2 separate regions of the Sus scrofa genome follow, and region 1 is linked to region 2. A link is a contact called in public Hi-C data. All regions are on one chromosome and are shown on one strand. Each heading gives the region's core, a stretch centred on a gene start, on an enhancer-like site or on the middle of the called end of the contact. The rest is flanking DNA. Distances are from core to core; before and after follow the strand shown. Region 1 overlaps TCF4 (transcription factor 4). Region 2 overlaps TCF4 (transcription factor 4).

What was found. A called contact is a pair of places that touch in the nucleus more often than the background predicts.
Region 1: a Hi-C map of retroperitoneal adipose tissue shows a contact between it and region 2, with 2.2 times the contacts expected there. The contact joins two enhancer-like sites. A contact is called at or near these places in 19 of 47 Hi-C or Micro-C datasets (alveolar macrophages, brain, embryonic fibroblasts and 11 more) and 2 of 2 datasets of contacts at active chromatin or transcription factors (alveolar macrophages and skeletal muscle).

What each region holds. Positions count from the first base shown.
Region 1 is chr1:104,904,220-104,906,919 of Sscrofa11.1, forward strand. The region is part of intron 5 of TCF4 (transcription factor 4); the gene reads right to left. Among named protein-coding and RNA genes, the nearest start is that of TCF4, 170 kb to the right of the region's middle. Within about 2 kb of position 1,437, at least 3 of the 83 cell types and tissues checked have an H3K27ac peak or open chromatin away from gene starts, as enhancers often do. A contact at or near this core is called in retroperitoneal adipose tissue, where this site is marked.
Region 2 is chr1:104,734,611-104,737,310 of Sscrofa11.1, forward strand. The region is part of intron 15 of TCF4 (transcription factor 4); the gene reads right to left. Among named protein-coding and RNA genes, the nearest start is that of CCDC68, 260 kb to the left of the region's middle. Within about 2 kb of position 1,366, at least 24 of the 83 cell types and tissues checked have an H3K27ac peak or open chromatin away from gene starts, as enhancers often do. A contact at or near this core is called in retroperitoneal adipose tissue, where this site is marked.

The sequences.
Region 1 (2,700 bases), core at 187-2,686, 170 kb after region 2:
GTGAGGTTTATGCTTTCTTTTCCCAATGCAGGAAAATCTTTCATTGAAAATAACACTAATTCCACAGAGTGTGCAATTAATCAACATAATCATGGGGATAACTTAGTTGTTTGGGGAGGTGTGTCAAATAACTCTTTAAGGCCACTAAAGTGCCACTTGAGCCACCGGAGTAATGATTTTCTGAATCAGCAATTTGTACAAGGGTTCCCTAGAGACCTGAAGGACTAAGCCTAACCCTGAAATCACTCAACTTACTTCTAATGAGTAACTTACTACCGGCTTTATGTGAATAAGGTCTTAACAGTTCTGCCTGCCTTGCTGTCTATTTTTATTGTGGTTTGTGTCTATGGTGGTTGGGTAGAACCAAGGCAATGAAGGACTGTGGGGAGCCTCTGAAGAAACAACATATGTACTTGAAATCTTATTTTTTTTTTTAATTTGAAGAAATGGAATACTTTTTCAAATAAAAATGAAAAATGGTCAATCTTGCATCCACACCAAAGGTATCAAACGCAAGTAGAAATTAAAGATTTTTGCTATAGTCTTAGGAGGAAAGGAAGACATAGGATGGGTGTACAGAAAAGCATACCCCCTAGCCCCTGCAATGCAATTCTATGGCTCAGAACCCCTGCTGATCATGAGAATCATTAGTAAAACTTTTCTGAAAATAGATACCTGGGTTTTGTACCTCGGGGTACTTACATTCAGTGGAATGGGGTTTGGAATCTCTATATTATATTTTTATTTTTGTTTGTTTTCCTTTTTTTCATTTATAATGATTTTTATTTTTTCCATTATAGCTGGTTTACAGTGTTCTGTCAATTTTCTACTGTATAGAAAGGTGACCCAGTTACACATACATGTATACATTCTTTTTTCTCACATTATCATGCTCCATCGTAAGTGACTAGGAATCTCTATTTTTTAAATAAAAGTCCACTGATTTGTCTACCAAGTCAGGGATAAGAACAATCGATTTATGTGGACTGATTTAGTCTTTCAGGTTACATCAGAGGAAATTCCAATACACTTGGTAACCTGGTAGATAACAACAACAAAAACAACAGCAAAAAAAATCCATGACTACTCAATCCAACCTATTTAGCTGGATTTTTCAAAAGCAAACATGTGTTGATCTCCAAGATCCTTTCAGACAGGTCCTTTCCATGGGTTAGAGAAGCCTTTTTCTGGAAGTGCACTAACTCTTTACATGTGTTCATCTCCACTCATGAAGACTGATGGTTTTAAAGAAATTCATCTCACATTACCAAGTAGAGGGCCCTAACAAACAACAGAATTCCAAGACATAAGTGTCCTGGATGTGAGAGGAAAACCCTCTTCTATCAGATCCACTGGTCCCCTCCTGCTTCCTTCCCCAAGACAGAGTCACCTTTAGACTCTAGGCTTAACTTCCAGCGAACCTGCCTTGGTTTGCTAACCTAAAAGGGCTCTTTCCCTGTCTATTCCCCATGCCCATGCTCTACTAAGGACATTAAACTCCATGTAAGCGGAAGAAGTCTGGTTCTTTGATTCCTCTGGAAGAGCTCTATGACATTCCCAGCCAGATGCAGCAGAGACAGTATCATAGGAGGAAGACTTGCTTGCTCAACTCTTTAGAATTTATCAGCAAATTTTAAGAAAATAAGCAGCTAAGTCTCACCACGCAAATCGCCTTTAGCAATAAATTATGTGCTGCCCATTAAACTGATGTTCTGAGCCTTACTAACATTAGTTGTAAAAAATAATAATGACCAAATTCCAGATTAGGTACAGCAGAACAGAACACAGAGGCAAAGGCTGAATATTACGTTTGTTACAAAGAGTCTATATGAGAAAATTACATATTTTAGAGCCATGACATTGAGGGGATGGCCTCAGTTTCCAAGCTGAGCTCACAACTAACAATTAGAATATAACCATTATCATCTCTTGAAGGAACCACAAGCACTGATATGATAATCAAGAATGCACAAAAATAAGGGAGGTGGGGGTTTCAAAAAAATTTTTAATGCAGCTTATACAAATGTACTATACTTACACATATACACAAATGTATATAAGTAACATTTTAAGCCACAGGCAGAAGATAATCTAAGTATATATACTGGATAGCCACTAGAATGCAGTTCATGATTATTGGACAATATTAAATAAATCAAAGTAAATAAAAATTCAGATGATTTATCCAAAACATCTGAAGGTAACTGCTATCAAAAAACTTAGATGACATTTCCCTGCTTCTCTAGCTCTAAGGTCTTTGATCATTTCATATATTGGGAGATTGGTTTGGGGTTTTGATGAAATGTGTTTACAACTTAGGGAAACATATATTATCATTTGTAATATATTCGATGACCATTTCTATAGTCTTAGATTATATAGGGTCTATATTACTAAACATACACTACTGAGAAGTTCGGGTGGAAGAGCCCATAATTCAAAATACAATTCAGGGCATTCAGAGAGCAGAGTAGGAGGACTGCTAACCATTGAACCTGCTCTTCAAGGAAGGTGATGGTTCACGGATAAAATTACACAAACCACTGAGTCCCACACTAGGATGTTTGAGAAAAACCTCCGGATTGCTGAATGTATGATCATGACTAAATCAAGAGAGGAAGGAGGGGGACACAGGAAGGAAGGGGAGAGGCAGAGGAAATGATGATGAGGGAGGAGGAAGAATGGAGGAAGGAGAGAGAA
Region 2 (2,700 bases), core at 116-2,615:
CCACTGACCACTTCACTTTTATTAGTCCCACTTCTCTTCCTCTTACTCCTCCTGGAAGGTCTGAGTCTCCAGAATTCTCATCATCTTGCTGGGCCTGGACAGGGTTCTCCTGGACTGTTCAGTCTGAATGCCACACACTAGCGGCCACTGTCTAATATGGTAGGGCGTACGTGTCAATGATTTTGTTTAGCTGCTATTCAGAAAGCCTATCCTTGTCCTGAGGTGTAAGCATTCTAAGGGCGAGGGCTGGGTCCTTGTATGGGATCAGACTACCACAAGGTGAATTAGGGGTTTCCTTAACAGTAAAGGATGACACCTATGGCATCTATCTTGGGAGACTATCTGCACTCTAAACGCTTTTGGTACTGCTGAATATAGGTTTAGCATGTTCCTATCAAAAGAAAAAAAAACAAACATTTCATTTAATTCAACAAATGCCCTGAATGTCTATTATATGCAAGACACGATTTAGGTATTTTCAGGAAAAATAATGAACAAAAGATGTGAGTATTACTTTATGGTCTCTTACACCTTACTGGTGGATCAAAACAACTACTATACAAGGCAAAACAAGATGAATGTCATGAAGGGGTACAGGTCGTGAAGGGATTTAAAGATGAGTGAAATCACACTGGATGAAGAAACCAGGGACTACTTTAAGAAGAAGGTGTCATTTTAGGTAGTTTTCAAATGATGGGTAGAATTTTGATATAGATTATCTACAGATCAGCTTAAATGGCATTTAACATTAATTAACATCTCAACTTTAAATGAAAGTTGCTATTTTCACAAGAAGTGCCAATATTTAGATTATGCATATACGAAGCAGCAGCTAAGGACTGCAAATCAACGTGTTTTCACGTTGTCAGAGACATATTTTGGACAAAAAGCAGACTTCTGTAAAGCCCTTTATAAACCTCAATGGTTTAGTTACAAAGTGAGCAACATAGGGCATTTTGGATACAAATGGAACCTCGCTGTATGTGTGTATTATTGGCCCAAATGATTCACTCTTATTTAACTGCAATGAAGTCTTTCATCTCCCAGCTATACAGTAATAGTTTCCATATGACCGGTGGCTCTGCTATAAATAAGATCAAAAGCAAAAGAAAGGATTTAATAAAAGAAAATGACATTAAGAGTAGCATTAAATCAGGGAAAAAAAATACCAATATCCAACTTTTTTTTTTTAAGAGCAAAGCTTCACAGAGCACCAAGCCGTTTCCCCAATATGTCATGAAAAGGCATTTGCAAGTGGTAGGCATGCACAAAATCCATTTGTGTATGCCTGAGAGTGGCAAAGATGAAGTTGGGGGCTGGGAGGTTGGGGAAGAACACCCCCATTTAGAGGCAGGAGGAGAACAGGTACTGGACCAAACAGCAAGTTTCACGCTGTGGAGTTCAAGGGAATGGGCCTGTGGCGGACGTCCATCCACTGCTCTGTCCTTGGCTCTTCTATTTAATGGAGATGGACTTTTTGGTAATCCTGAGTCTCTCAGAGAATCATAACATTGCTCAACTCGACTACATAAGTTCTGAGAAAGGAAGTTTTTTTTGGCAATGCACAGTGACCCGATACGAAGAGCCAACTTCCCAAACAAATTTTCTTCTAGTTCTTTAAAAAAAAAATTACAATGTTAATCTCTATTCCCGACTGGATAAACAGCTGCTAATAACCTCCAGCGCCCAAGGGAGGAGTTCATTTCCTTTCATCTTCAGTCTGGTGGATATCTGACGTGCACTGGACTTTAGCGATTCCACATGTTTTGTGCTTTGCCATGCAAAACTGCCTGGCCTTGCCCATGCAGGTCCCTCTTCTTTCCTTCTTTGAGACCGCATCCAGAAACTCAGAGGATGGACCAGGCTCTGGGACTACTTATTTGAAACTGTAGTTCTTTTTACTGTGGGTGTATTTAGAGAGGAAATGCAAGTACATAAAGGAAGTTAAAGGCTTGGACCTTCGTTTTTGAAGCCTTGGGAGGGAAACAGCCATTTCAGAGAGAGCTAATTACGCACTCAAGGGCTGGCTACGTTCAAAGATACTCTATTTCTAACAGCATCTCGAACGTGATTACTTTATCTGTTTGCCTCCTAAATAAAGGAGCCAACCTCAACACTTTTTCCTCTAATAGGAAGGACTCTGCAGAAGATTATAGGGCCAGCCGGGCCCCAGCGTCTTTCTCACTTGTTCCTGAGCACCTGCTTTTACTGGTGACCTCAGTTCTACACCTCAAGATTCAGACACTTCGCAAAACAGCTTTTTAAACAAAAACCAGCTGTTTCCCATCTAGACTACAGGGGGGAAAATTGGGGGCAGCTTACAGAAACATTACCCAGAGACTACCATTCTCCAATAACTTTCACACACTTTCAGCTCCAAACGAGACCCGGTCCTGTTGCAGAAGCCAGGGAGAAGGCAAAAATGTGAAATTAAAATGTGGAAACTTAACACCGTGGTTTTTGACAATATGTCCAATTAACTGCGTGAAAATGAATGTGGCTATTGTATCAGGACAATGCTTCCCCAAAGATGTCATTTAACTAATACTGGACAGATCTTTCCGTTAAACTCAACTTTATAGTTGTAAGATGATTTATGTATCCAGAGGAAGCTATAATTATGTACAACTTCAAATGCCAATCAATTAGGTAAAATCCCCGCATTTCAGAAATCTGATGTTTAAAGCTTCATTTTTTGTT